Linked DNA regions of Bos taurus: region 2 is linked to region 1. The links are chromatin contacts, called in public Hi-C maps. All regions are on one chromosome and are shown on one strand. Each heading gives the region's core, a stretch centred on a gene start, on an enhancer-like site or on the middle of the called end of the contact. The rest is flanking DNA. Distances are from core to core; before and after follow the strand shown.

Evidence for each region. A called contact is a pair of places that touch in the nucleus more often than the background predicts.
Region 2: a Hi-C map of an unstated tissue shows a contact between it and region 1, with 3 times the contacts expected there. The contact joins two enhancer-like sites. A contact is called at or near these places in 4 of 11 Hi-C or Micro-C datasets (4-cell embryo, liver, skeletal muscle and 1 more).

Annotation. Positions count from the first base shown.
Region 1 is chr12:19,523,316-19,529,513 of ARS-UCD2.0, forward strand. It overlaps the pseudogene LOC100847818. Among named protein-coding and RNA genes, the nearest start is that of MIR15A, 25 kb to the left of the region's middle. Within about 2 kb of position 2,951, at least 98 of the 102 cell types and tissues checked have an H3K27ac peak or open chromatin away from gene starts, as enhancers often do. A contact at or near this core is called in skeletal muscle, where this site is marked.
Region 2 is chr12:19,574,220-19,580,417 of ARS-UCD2.0, forward strand. No RefSeq gene overlaps it. Among named protein-coding and RNA genes, the nearest start is that of MIR15A, 76 kb to the left of the region's middle. Within about 2 kb of position 3,407, at least 35 of the 102 cell types and tissues checked have an H3K27ac peak or open chromatin away from gene starts, as enhancers often do. A contact at or near this core is called in skeletal muscle, where this site is marked.

The DNA.
Region 1 (6,198 bases), core at 1,701-4,200:
AGGTTGTGTCGTTCTAATCCCTGTGTTGAAGGCAATATAAAATAGTATGATTTATAAATTCAGCTATTCCACTTATTAACATAAATTATATTTATAGATTTACAGAGACTTATAAAAAAAGTCCTAGGATCTTTTCATCTGAATATTTTCTAACAATGTATATTTGACCTAATGTGAGAATACAAACTCTTTAAGTTTCAAAATTTCAATTACTATTCATAAAAAGTATAAATTTCTATTAAAAAATATTTCAAAACCCATCTATGGCTATCTTGTTTATCAGTGAGTTAACTGATTTTCTTTGTAAACCACACCCGCCTTTTATCAAGATACAATTAAACGGAATGACAAGCTTTGTAATAAGTAGAAATACACTGACGGTTGTCTCAAGCAACATCAAATAAAAATCAACTGAAAATCAAATACAACACATCCACAGTGTTGTATGCTATACATTTCTTCATAATGAATTTACGAATGAAATCATACACACTGCACCTGTGCTACTTACCTGTTGTATTGCCTAAATTAAGCAACATATATTTCTTGTAAATAAGGTTTTAAGTCAATTGCAATGGCTAAATTAGCAAAACCTATATATTTAAAATTATCTGTGAAACGTTTAAAAAATGTATTCAATTTCTGTGGGAAATGTGGAAAAGCTTGTTCTTAACATTAAGAAAATTAAAGTTTCTTTTCATGGAAATAAAAGAAACAATTCTTCCGTAATCTGCATCTGACAAATACATGTAGCTTAAGATGAAAATTTTCTGTCAGAGGAACAAAAAAAACACCCAAACTCAGTTTTTAACCAATAGAGAACAGGGGCAAATATATAAAAGTCCTGTAATCTCAGCCAGCAGAATTACAATTTTGCGAAAATTGTCTTCTCTAGGTTTTACTTTTAATATACATTTAAAAATCACTCGAAAATCCTTTATGGACGAAAAAAATACTACACACCAGCTTTTGAATTCCTCGTCTTAACGTTTCATTACGTGGTTTTCTAAAAGTGTAATTTTTTGGAAAGTCAAGAATTATAATCTAGTGTTCAACATTCAAACCCCCCAGTCCCGCTTCCTTCCAGCCAATCAGGGGGTAACAAGTTCGGTGTTTTGGGAGCTCCGTTAGACACCATTTGAAAAACATCACATTGCGCTCTCCTATTCTCTTCGGGGAAAGATTCTAAGTGAGGGCGGGTCCCCCAATCTTCACAGAAATAAGAACTCAATCAATCGTTACATCAATTCCAGGGGCGGGGTGGGGGAGGTAAACTTTAGGCAGGCAGTCCTAAGAAGTGTGTGACTGAAAGCGTTATTCCTCTTTTTCGAACAATTGAATAGCTGCTGCAAAAATCAACTCCTGCATATTCGCAACCCAGAGTCGCGCGCCCCATACGCAATACATCACACCAGCAAAGGGTTAATCTAGGGTGCCTTCAGCGCAGAAAAGGATTTAAGATCCAGTACATTTTTAATGAGGAATTTTACAAAGGCCATTATCTACCTATAAAGTATTAAAGTTAAAGCCGTCACTGGCTCAAATCATTCAAGTGCAGTCGAGCAAAAATTGGTAGAAACTACGAGGAGGAAAAAATCACTAAAGGGAAAGGCAAATAACAGCCCTTTCCCCTCCGCCTCGAAGTCAAGAGCGCTCCCAAGAAAAGGTGGGGATTGCAAAATTACCGTTAAGTTCTCCGGGGAAAGACTTTTCGGGAGGAAAACATCAACAGTTTCAAAGATTGCCTTTTTCCCCTTGCGACATGTTTCAAAGGCTGGAGAAGGAAAAAGTCTTCTAAGAAACGTGCGGCTGGGAGAAGGAAATCGCAAGGTCGAAGCCCCATCTTTCATCTCACCCAAGAACACTCCCCCGCCCCCCCCCGCCCCCCAAGAAAGGACGACACCGTGAGAGCAAACGACCAAAATCCCGAGCAAAAAGCGAAAGTCCAGCATCTTTCCTAGGAGCCCGCTAAAACCTCAAAAGCCTGCCCCCGCCCCATCTTGCCCAAATTGGAAAAGCCAGACCCGGGTCAGTGCTACCTCTGCCGGGACCCAGGGGCGCGGAGCCGGAGGGCGGCGTAGACAGACTCACATCGCGAGGGCATCTCCCGCTTTGGCGTCAGAGACGACAATACACACGGCTGGGTCCCGCGGGGAGGACTGTCCGCGTGTCGGACCGGAGGCACCCGCTACGCCGGGTCCTCAATTTTCCCCCGACCTCAAGTTTCTTGTCACGGGAAGACGGCCGCCGCGGGCCGGGGAAACTGCGATAAAAGACGGCTCGGTTCGCCCACGGCGGGGGAGGGGGCGCCCGTCCCCCTCCGCCTGTCAAGGAGCCGCGGCCGGCCGAGCCCCACCGCGCCGCGGCCCCGGCCCCGGGCGGGGGGTCCCGCTGACAGATCCGCTGGGCGGCGGCCGCTGAGCCGCAGCGCGTCCGCGTCCCGCTCAAACTGCAGCTCCCCTCCCCCCACGCCCGCGACTCTCCGCGCTCCCGCCACATCCCGCCCGCCGCCGCCCACTCAGACAACCCAATTACCCCCCAACCCTATCTCCTTGCACTTTTTTTTTTTGCGATTAAAATGAAGGGGACCCACTGCCCCACTCCCTGCACCCCCCACCGCCTGCCGGTCCCACCACTGCCACCTCCCGAGTCCCGCTCTGCTACTTCTACAGGCTCTTACCCGCTGCGCCAACCCTGACGAGGCTCCGCCAAGTGCCCTTTGCTCTAAGTAAATTTTTGGGATTTTTTTAGTGATTTTTCGGCCGAGTCTTAAAGGCGCTGTAGTCTCGGACAGGTTACTCCGTCTCTCCCGCTAGATTGATGAGATCAGGCATCACTCGAAAATGGCGCCGAAAGCGCTGAGGCTCCTCATTCAAATTCGTTAGAGCCAACCCCGCCGCCCCGGGGCATGCCGGGAACGCGGGCTACTTCCACAGCTGTCAATACCGCCTCCTAACCCCCACTACGCTAGCTTTCCCGACACTTCTGCTCATGCGCAAACTCCTACTCCTACCCGCTCGCCTTGAACATGCGCAGAATCCTCGCGTGTTCGCCGATCTCCCTTCGCTTCCTCAGCCGCGGTAGTCCTACCTCTTTTCCTGCGCGTGCGTGCAGCTCCTGTGCTCAGCCGCGGGGCTGGAGGGGCCGTGGGGACTGTGGGCCTGAGGGTCCATAGGTGACATTATCAGTCGGTAGACATTTATTCTACTGTTCGACGAAAACAAACAGGGGTACAGCTTAGGTGAAAAGAGAAACAGCTTATTGCCAGGGTCTAAACTCCTAACAACGGAATGTGTCTGGGAGCGTGTGTATGGATACACGTGTACTTTAGAGCAGCCCCGCCTGTTTGCAGAGCTCTTGCTGTAAGTCATCGCTTTACGGGAGCTATCGCACTTAAGCCTCAAAACAACTTTGTGAGGTAGGTACTGTTATTATTTTCCGTTTGCAGACCAGGAAACCAAGGCCCAAAGAGTTTAAGTAATTTCCCTAAGGTAGCACAGGTAGCAAGCACGTGAACGAGTCCGCCCGCATCTGTCAGATTCTGGAGGCCGGGTCATTCTCTACCTTGCTGTGCAACATTTGATTGAATCTAGTCTCTGACTGTCTTCTCGTTCTTAAGCATTCTGCCGGAGTTTGGAAAGGTGAATGGGTTATGGGCAGTTTTGGGGATCACTTAGTGGGATTTTTTTTTTCAAAGGTTGGTAAGAGAGCTTAATCTAGCAAAGATGGGTTTCTATTGTGCCACGCATTGGTAAAGTAATAACAACTAGATACATTGTATTGACTACTCTGGGCTGCCATGGTGCTAACTAAACGCTTTACGGAATGATCATGTTTATTGCCCACAACAGCTCTGTGAAGTAGGCATTATCTTTATTTTACACAAGAGGATACCTGAGATTCAGATTAAGAAACTCTCCTCAAAGTCTTAAAACTACTAAACAGAAGCACAAGACCTCGGCAGATCTATCCAATGTCAAAAAAACTGGGCACTGTGGTAGGACGGTAAAAGATGATAAGCTGTCAATATTAAATACCTTCTTTAAAAACCTTTTAACTATTCATTTGCTTGAGAGAATTATTTCACCTGTTGCCAGGCTAGTTAAGATTAAAAAAAAAGACTCCCTTTGATCTTAAATGATTACATTTTAAGATTATTTTAAAACTGGTTGCTTTTTTCCTGATCCCAAGTTATTATGAATTCTCTAAAGAATCCAACAGTTAAAAATCTGGGGCATTGTTACACCTTTTCCTAGTTTTTATTGTAAAACAACTTGTGATGAATCATAAATGTTTTGAGTATACAAAGACATACATCATTGTGAGAGTTAAAATTAGACGAGTGTGAAAATGCCTCAAGTACTAAGAAGGAAGGAAATGGGAGAAGGTAGCATGGTTTGCGTTACTGAGGTACAATCAGAAGAGAAATGGATTTTAATAATTTAATAATTTGACATCATCAAGTAGTATCATGGCTGCATAGTATGTGACTTACATCTCTATGGTACTTTTTGTGCACTGGTTAAGTGAATGAACTCTGGAACCAAACTGCTTGGGTTGGAGTTCATCTGTTATTTACTAGGTTTGTGACCCTACAAGAGTTACTTTTTTCTCCATTTGATCTTTTGTAAAAGGATTAATGCTAATACTTCATCCAGTTGTTTTAAGGATGTGAATGAGCTAATATATTAAAGGTATTTGAACAGTGCATGGTATATTAGTAAATGTTAGCTATTGTTGTGGGTCAGTCTTTAACACTAATCTTTGAAGATGGTTTCTTTAGAGGTGTTTCAAAGACCAGATTACAGTTAGGGCCATTAGGAATTAGCATTTGTGTTCAAGAGCCTCTTAAAATGATAAATCAGCCAGGCAAATTATTTTTGCCAAATGGAGTGATAATTTCTGTCAGATGAATAAAGATGTTAATTTGTTTTGCCATTCCATAAGAGTAACCTATGAAAATGGAATAGTTTTACTGCTCTAATTATTAAAGGGAGAAAAGGGGAAAAATCAGGCCACTCTATAAAAACCATCCAAATTTATATCATCTAGAGATAAATACATATTGTTTGTAATTTAACAATATACCTGTGGAGAGAATCAACTAGCTGCAGTCTGGATACGTGGTATATTTGGGGGAACTCATTTGCAAGACTGTACTAGAACATCATGAATTGGTACAATTTTTATCCAGTCCATCCACTTTTAAGATTTATTCTGTCAGGAGAATTCTAAAGTGCTGATATTAATAAATAACAACATTTATTGAGTACCTACTAGGTACTGTTTGTCAGCTAAGCATGTATATCCATTTTCTCCTTGAATCTTCATAGTAACTCATGAGGTAGGTGTAATTATTGTCTCCATTTTGCACAGACTAAAGTTTATATAGAGGTCACTTTTAGAAGAATTAAGTCCTGTTTGTTTCAGATCCTATTTAACAAAAAAGGATTTTAAAATCCTTCATTAAAGTTTCTTGATTCACTAACATGGGAGAAAACAAAATCAAGTAACTTGGTTCTTACGCCTGAACAAAAAAAAACCAAACGGGGAAAAAAAAAAATGGTTTTGAAAATGAATAATTTTATGTTTGACCACAAGGGGGTGCAAATTCCCGAACTGAACTTGAAAGCAAAAAAAAAGCACTTTTACTTCAGATCTTCAGATTCACAGGTAAAAAACTAGTTAAGAACACCTTCCTTGAACTTTAATACTTCACACAGTGATACACTTGATGAGAAGAATGGACTCAATTATTTAGGGACTCAATTGGGGCGGAAGTTTGCAGCTTTCTTTCATCTTCAATACAGTGAAGAGTTAGCCAACCTACGCCCACCCCTTTTCACCCACCTAGTTTGTTTCTCTGCGTACTCTTGTTGACTTGTCATAAAACTGAAGTCATAATTTAAAATTTGAGGTTTTACTTTGGAAACTGCCATGCAATCACCAGCAAATGAATGGTAAATATGGGTAGTGTGGAGAGCAGAGGTCTTGTAATTTCAATGCTTTTTTTTTTTTTCTCTCCTGCTGTTTCTTAAGCCTAAGCTGCAACTGATGGAATGTTGGCTTCAACATATTAGCTTATTTAGATAAACTGTGAAAGTTACAGGTCTGTTCATCTTTTAAGGAAGAATGAAGCCTCTTAAAACACTGTGAACAGTAAACTGAAAACTCAGTATACTCTGGTGGTGTTTTAAA
Region 2 (6,198 bases), core at 2,157-4,656, 51 kb after region 1:
AAATAATTTAGCCTTCAGATCACGGGTGGAGAAAAGTTCGAACTGAGCTGGGACGAGTGCAGGAAACGCGTCGGACCTTTCCGGGCAGCTGGACAGTGTGGTAAACAGTCTGCAAGAGTTCTTTTCTAAGGAGTTTGGAGAGACTGTTCCCTCGCACTCACCCTCGTTCCGGCTCAAGTGCAGGCCGCCGGGGGAGGAGGGCGGGACTCTGCCCCGGCCCTCGCCCGGCAGCGGCACTTCCCGGCCCTGCGCTGGGCGCGTGCAAACCTAGGAGAGCTTTCGCACGGGCCACTCGGGGCAGCAACAAGTTTGTCTCTATTTGAGAAATCTTTCCAGGTTTGGCTTTTTTTTTTTTTTTTAAAGCGGGAGACCTTAGGCCATGAGTTAATCAGTTCAGGATACATGTGCTTTGCTCACCATAAAGAGAGAGGCGAGATAAAGTGAAGCGAGCCTGTGCAGTGGTTGCTGGGTTTTTCCAAAGCGCAGAGCTGAGTGGACGAGCAGCAAATGGGACGGGGCGTTAGTGCCCCCTCACACCTGATGGTACTCAGAGCTTGGGGTGGGAGCCGGATCCCGGCTCTCGAACCTTCTCTCTCGGTTTCCTTCCAATTTAGTGAAAGGCTCCGGCCGCCCCTCTTCCGGCCTTTCTACCCTGCCTATTCGTCTGTATCTGCAAGACACAGTCCTCCTAAGCAGGCGAATTCGTTTCCGCGCCAACTTTGTTGCTTCAGTATCTACAAATCACGTTTCTTTACACGAAAAAAACAAGCCAGGGCCTCCTGGCCCTTTTCGCCCATGCAAGGGACACGGGTACCCAGGCCTCAGCCTGAACCTTCCCCTCTCCCCGCCCAGCCTGGGACGGAACAGCGGTGTCCCCATCACTTTTGTCAGGACACGAGTTTTCCACCCCCATTTTGTTCTTCCGCAGTCGTCCCAGCTGCGGAGAGAAGGGAGTGAAAGCAAAACGAAAGCACCCGGGGCGCATCAGTCGCGGCGGCTTCCCTGAGCACGGCCGTGGGAGGTCAAGGTCTGGGGTCGGGAGGCAAGGGTGGGCACGGGGGCTGCGTGGAAACCGGGTGGCGGGTGGTCCCCGCAGGGTCCCCGGGAGCTGCCCGGAGCGCCATCGCTCCTCCTCCCCCTGGGAAAGGCGTCCGCGTGTGAGAATATACCAGCCCCGAAGGGAAAGTTTGGCCTGGGTCTTGGGTTGAAATTCGAGACTTATTGGGACCGAGCGGAGGGGACCCAGAGGCCCAGGAGTGTGGCGCGGGGGCGAGCTTTGGCCCCTGGCGATTGATCCAGGGGAGAGGCCGGGGCGGGCGAGGGCGCGCGGAGGCCTCCGGGGACCGGAGGCCCACGGAATTGTCGCTCCATTCAGATTGGATAGGCAGCTTGCTTACCCGCAAAACCCAGAGTTCTCGGCCGTATAAAGACTTGAGGAAACTTTGGTGACAACCTCCGCGCCCGCCCCCCTCCCTCTCGGTAGTCACTGCGGGGACAAAGGCGGCCTGAGCAGATTTGGACAAGGCGCGGCCTCTGTGGGCGGCCTTCGCGGCCTCAGACTTCTTCAGTTAAGAAGAGGATGAGTATCTTTACGAAGTGAAGTTAACCACCCCCCACCCCCCACCACCACCCCTCACGGGTGACAGCCAGAGTCTGATCTGCTAAAAGGCGTCCCGTTCCCCCTACCTTCCCTTGCAATGAACCAACACGGGGACAGTGGCCTGCAAGATGCTCACCCTGTCACTCGGGTACACTTATGTAGCCAAAAGCGCGAAAAGCCCCACCTTGCCCTAATAAACAACTAACTTCATTCTTGCCTGGCACCTTTCTTGTCGCAATAGCTGTGGGTTTTGGCAAGTGTTAAAAATACCATTTGATCCTAAATGAGTCAAACGTGGAAACAGTTTTCTGTGTGAGTAGTTTGGGTCTGTGCTTTCTCTCACTGGCACCTAATACACGGCGCAGCCCACAGCCGTGACACCTCAACCCGTGCAGGGGCAATTTCGCGCCGCACCTTTTCACTCCTTAAATAAGTAGACTTGGAATTGTGTGCTTGTGTGCATTGTTTAGGTCCTGCATCGCTGGTTATTCATTTCACCAAAGGACTAAAAAACGGCTATACTTTTAAAAGATGCAAAATTGAATTATTATAAGCGAACCTCGGGAAGGCAGTCTTAATTTCCTGCTGATGTTATGCCGGTAATAGGCAGTAGTCAATCCCAGACTAATTATGTTCGTTTTTATTCCTTTCCTGTTCACCACAACTGCAAATACCAGAAAGTTCTGTGAAAAACATGGCCCACTCCACCCGAATTTCTTTATACAATGAGAGGAAACTTGCAGGTGAAATAGACCCGTAGGCTATTACTTTGGGAAGGAGTCTATTTCTTAAAAAAAAAAAAAAAAAAAAAAAAGCCAACTCAGCAAAAGCTATTTTTTGACTCAACAGGGTGATTAAAATGCCTGCTTTCACCATGCTCGCCCTTTGGTTTCATATGTGGCCACTGTTCTCACTTTCTTGCAAGTTTCCCCCCTTGTAACTTATTTCTGTGAAACAGAGATTCCATCAGGTTATCTTGCTAAACTGGGCGTCTATAGATGAAATTGATCTTTTATATACTCCACCTCACTTAAAAAGTACACACACGGCTTTGAAAGCCCGTAGTTGTGTTTACTTCGCACCACCCCCACCCGCCTTTTTTTAAAATTAAATCGCCGCATTCGCAAATGATGCTTTGCCTGGGGTAGAGTATCTAAAACGTTATTCGCCCGGGCAGTCCCTTGAGGCATCGAAACCCCAACCTTGCGCAGGCCACTGGAACCCGCACCAGAAACCTCGATTTGGAGTCCAGTTTGGAAACAAATCCGTGCTTTTCGCGGTGAAATGGGAACTTGCCCAAGCGATGCATCTGGCTTTAGATTTTATGGGGAATATGATCTGGAAAAGGGAACGCCTGTTTCAGGCGCGGCAACGTGCCCCGCGCAGATCCCCCGGGGCTTCCTCCTGCTCAAGAGCCCGCGGGGCCTCGGCCCGCAGGGCCTCAGCCAACCTCGGGGCGCCCGGGTTTGGATGAGCCCCACACCCTGGCTTTCTCCCTTTCCGGCTTCGCCTGGGGTCGCTCTCCGCGGCTGACGAAGCTGTTAGACCCGAGGAGAAAGTTAAGAGACTGAAGATCAGATGTCCTTAAAGGGGCTGGGGAAAGGGAGAGGCTCTTCGCCGTTGGTGCCGAGAAACTCGGATACCTCGCGCTTGCCGCGAAGCGAAGAAAACTGTCCTGGGGGAGCACCAGTGTTCCCGAGATTTTGCCAAAATTTGGAGAGCCCGGAGGTAGCGTGTCCCCCACCCCCGCCCGCCACCGGGTTGTTTCACAATCCCCTCCGGGCTGCCTTAGGCGAGGGCCCGCGCGGGTGGGGCGGGGTGGGGTGAGGTGGGGAGGATGGGTTTCCTCCGTTTCCGCCCCCTCCGCAGCGGAAACGTCGAAGGGGTTAAAATGGCGCGGCGGAATGCGCGCGAGGAGAGGTGCCAGTGTTCGCCCCCGACGGGCGGGAGAAATGGGGTGAGGGTGTGGGATCCCCGGAAAGGGCCGGGAAAGCGGGGACCAAGGGGAGGTGTGAGGCCAGAGTGTCTGCCACTGGGGGTGGGTTTCAAGGCAGTTGCCGGTCGTAGTGGGGACCTGAGCGGCAGTAGGGAAGCTAAGCAATGGTTAGTGCCCGTCTTGGCCCGCCCTGGGGCAGGGTTATGTCAGGAAAGCGTCCTGGCACCGAGCTCCAGCCCGAGGAGACGATACTCCCCCTCGCGCGCACTCCGCGAGCGGGGCCGGGCGGGCGCGGAGGGGCGGGCGGTGCGCCGCGCGAGCCCAGGGCGCTGAGGTCGGCAAGTCGCCTTCGGAGCGGGCGGCGGCGCTTCTCCAGTCTACGTGGAAAAAAAAATAAAACTAAAGAAGCACCCCTCCTCCGCAAGCGGCCCTTTAGCCCTGGAAACGAAGATAGAAAGGGACTCAGGAACCGGAGAAGCTCAGTATAGTACTTCCCAAAGTTTCCAGGTTTGTCCAGCGACAAGGAATCCTGAGAGCTCTCCAAGAGCTGAGCCCATTTCCCCTTCCAGAACAAAACTAGAGGAGCGTTCCTCCGGAGGAAGGCTGCAGTTTAGGTCCGCGGGGAAACCGAGCAGCCCCCGCCGGCTGACTTCGGGCTCGCTTCTTCCTAGGGCAGCGGGGAGTGCCCTTTCTGACCCGCCCGGGGCGGCAGGCGCGCGGCTCGGGGCGCGCTCGGCGCTGGGCCCAGCTGCGGGCTCGGACGTAACGGCAGGAAACTCCTCGTCCCGTTTTCAGTCTCCCAGTCAAAACATTTGGCTGAATCTCGAAATAACTTTTTTTGATAGTCCGGAAAAGAAGCACGACAAATAGACTCACCATCGAGCCTTGCGTCAGCGAACCATTTCCCCTGGAGTACAGTGAGATTGGTTTTTTCATTAGTTGCAGGAACTGAATTTTTGATGATTTACCTGCCTGCTCAGGCTCCTGGGTGTATTCTCCTCCCCTTCTTTCCCACTTCATCTGGTTGTCAACTCGGTTCTCTCTCTCTCTCTCTCTTTTTTAAAGCTCCTGATACTCAACTTCATCATATCCTTTGTAACACACGAAGCCTCTAGTCTAACTCAGCCTCTGTCAATGGTCAGTATAAGCCACAGTGTTTGCGTCGTCCTTACAAAACGAGTCATGTTTTCGGTTCCTTTGATCCACAGAGACGGAAAAATGTTGGTTTGCATGTTTCCCTCGCCACCTCCCATTGCTTTCAGTGACGGCGCTCTCTTCCTAGTTACAAGTTCCCTCTCCTGCCAAACATAATAAAGATTTCTTTATTTTTACACGGACCTAAAGAGTTAGGAGAAATTCGGTGAGTGCTGACTCACCTTTACTCCCCCCTCCCCCACAGGATTAGCACTAAACGCTGTAATCAGTTAAACCAACAGACTTTTAATATCATTAAACATGGATCTCTCCATTAACCTTGGCAATAATGTCACTTCGAAGAAGGAAGTAATAAAAACGAAATTCTTGCGAATAAAATAAAATTATGGTAGCTGTCCACTTGAGGTCTTGGATGCAGAAGAAAGGGTTTGGTCTTTTTGAAAAGAGCACCTAGTGATCAACAATTATTACTATGAAATAAAATTTGTAAAGCCAGTTCTACCAGGGTGTCTGCGCATAGTAGGTACTCAATGAGTATTTCGTCTTCTTTTCTTCTCCACATCCTTGGAAATTTTGGCAGGAGATACAGACTTCCCAGTGGCTAAGGAAATTATGCTCAAACTTCGCTTCTGGTTCATGAAATCTCCACTCACTCAAAAAAAAAAAAAAAAAAAAAAAACCCTCACAAAATTTACCCAGGGAACTTTAACAGCTTATTAAAACTTAATGGAAATAGCTAGACAAAATAAAAAGTATAGTGATTACATACGTATAAATCCGAAACATTAAATTATTTCGAACTTTCTCAGTGGCCGTAATAGGCAAACCATTACCATTCGATTTCGTTTACCGATTTCTACAGTAAAAACGAAAATTGTGGGCTCCTGCTCATTTCTCGCGTTTCTGCTAGAGCAGCCTTCACCCACACACTAATCTATCTAGACCTCATATTTTTCATAGCGCAAATTTTACCGGACGCTGCTCGGCTATCCACTTTTAAGACTTGTGCGCTCTCTCTCTCTTTTTAATTTAAAAAAATAAAATGAGAAAATAGAAAAGAAGGCTGTAGCACTCACGGGCGAAGGAAACCCACCTGCCCGCACGTCCCTCCCGGGTGTCTGACTCTCGGGAGGAGAGTCGCCGGGAGCGGCTGGCGTTGGGGATCTCGCCCGGTCATCTGGTCCGGGCATATTTCCTTTGGGGCCCATTCGCCCGGAGTAAACAGTCACGTCGTAGTGAGTTTCCTAGCAAGTTTGCACTGCTCTTTAAACAACAGAGAATTCCCGCACGTTAGTCACCGCTTTCAGGCTCATCTTTCAAATTGTTAAGTATTTTTAAAAAGTGTCCCGAGCAGCTCTTTGGCCCTTTCTCCTACATGACGACGAGGGGGGTCACGACGGGTGACCTTGATGTCTGTGGCAGGTCTCAGCCTCCTGGAGCCGGGCTGCCCCGTCGGCGGAGCCGGAGAACCTGGGCGCCGAATTGGTCCGTGGCTCGCGCCGAGGTG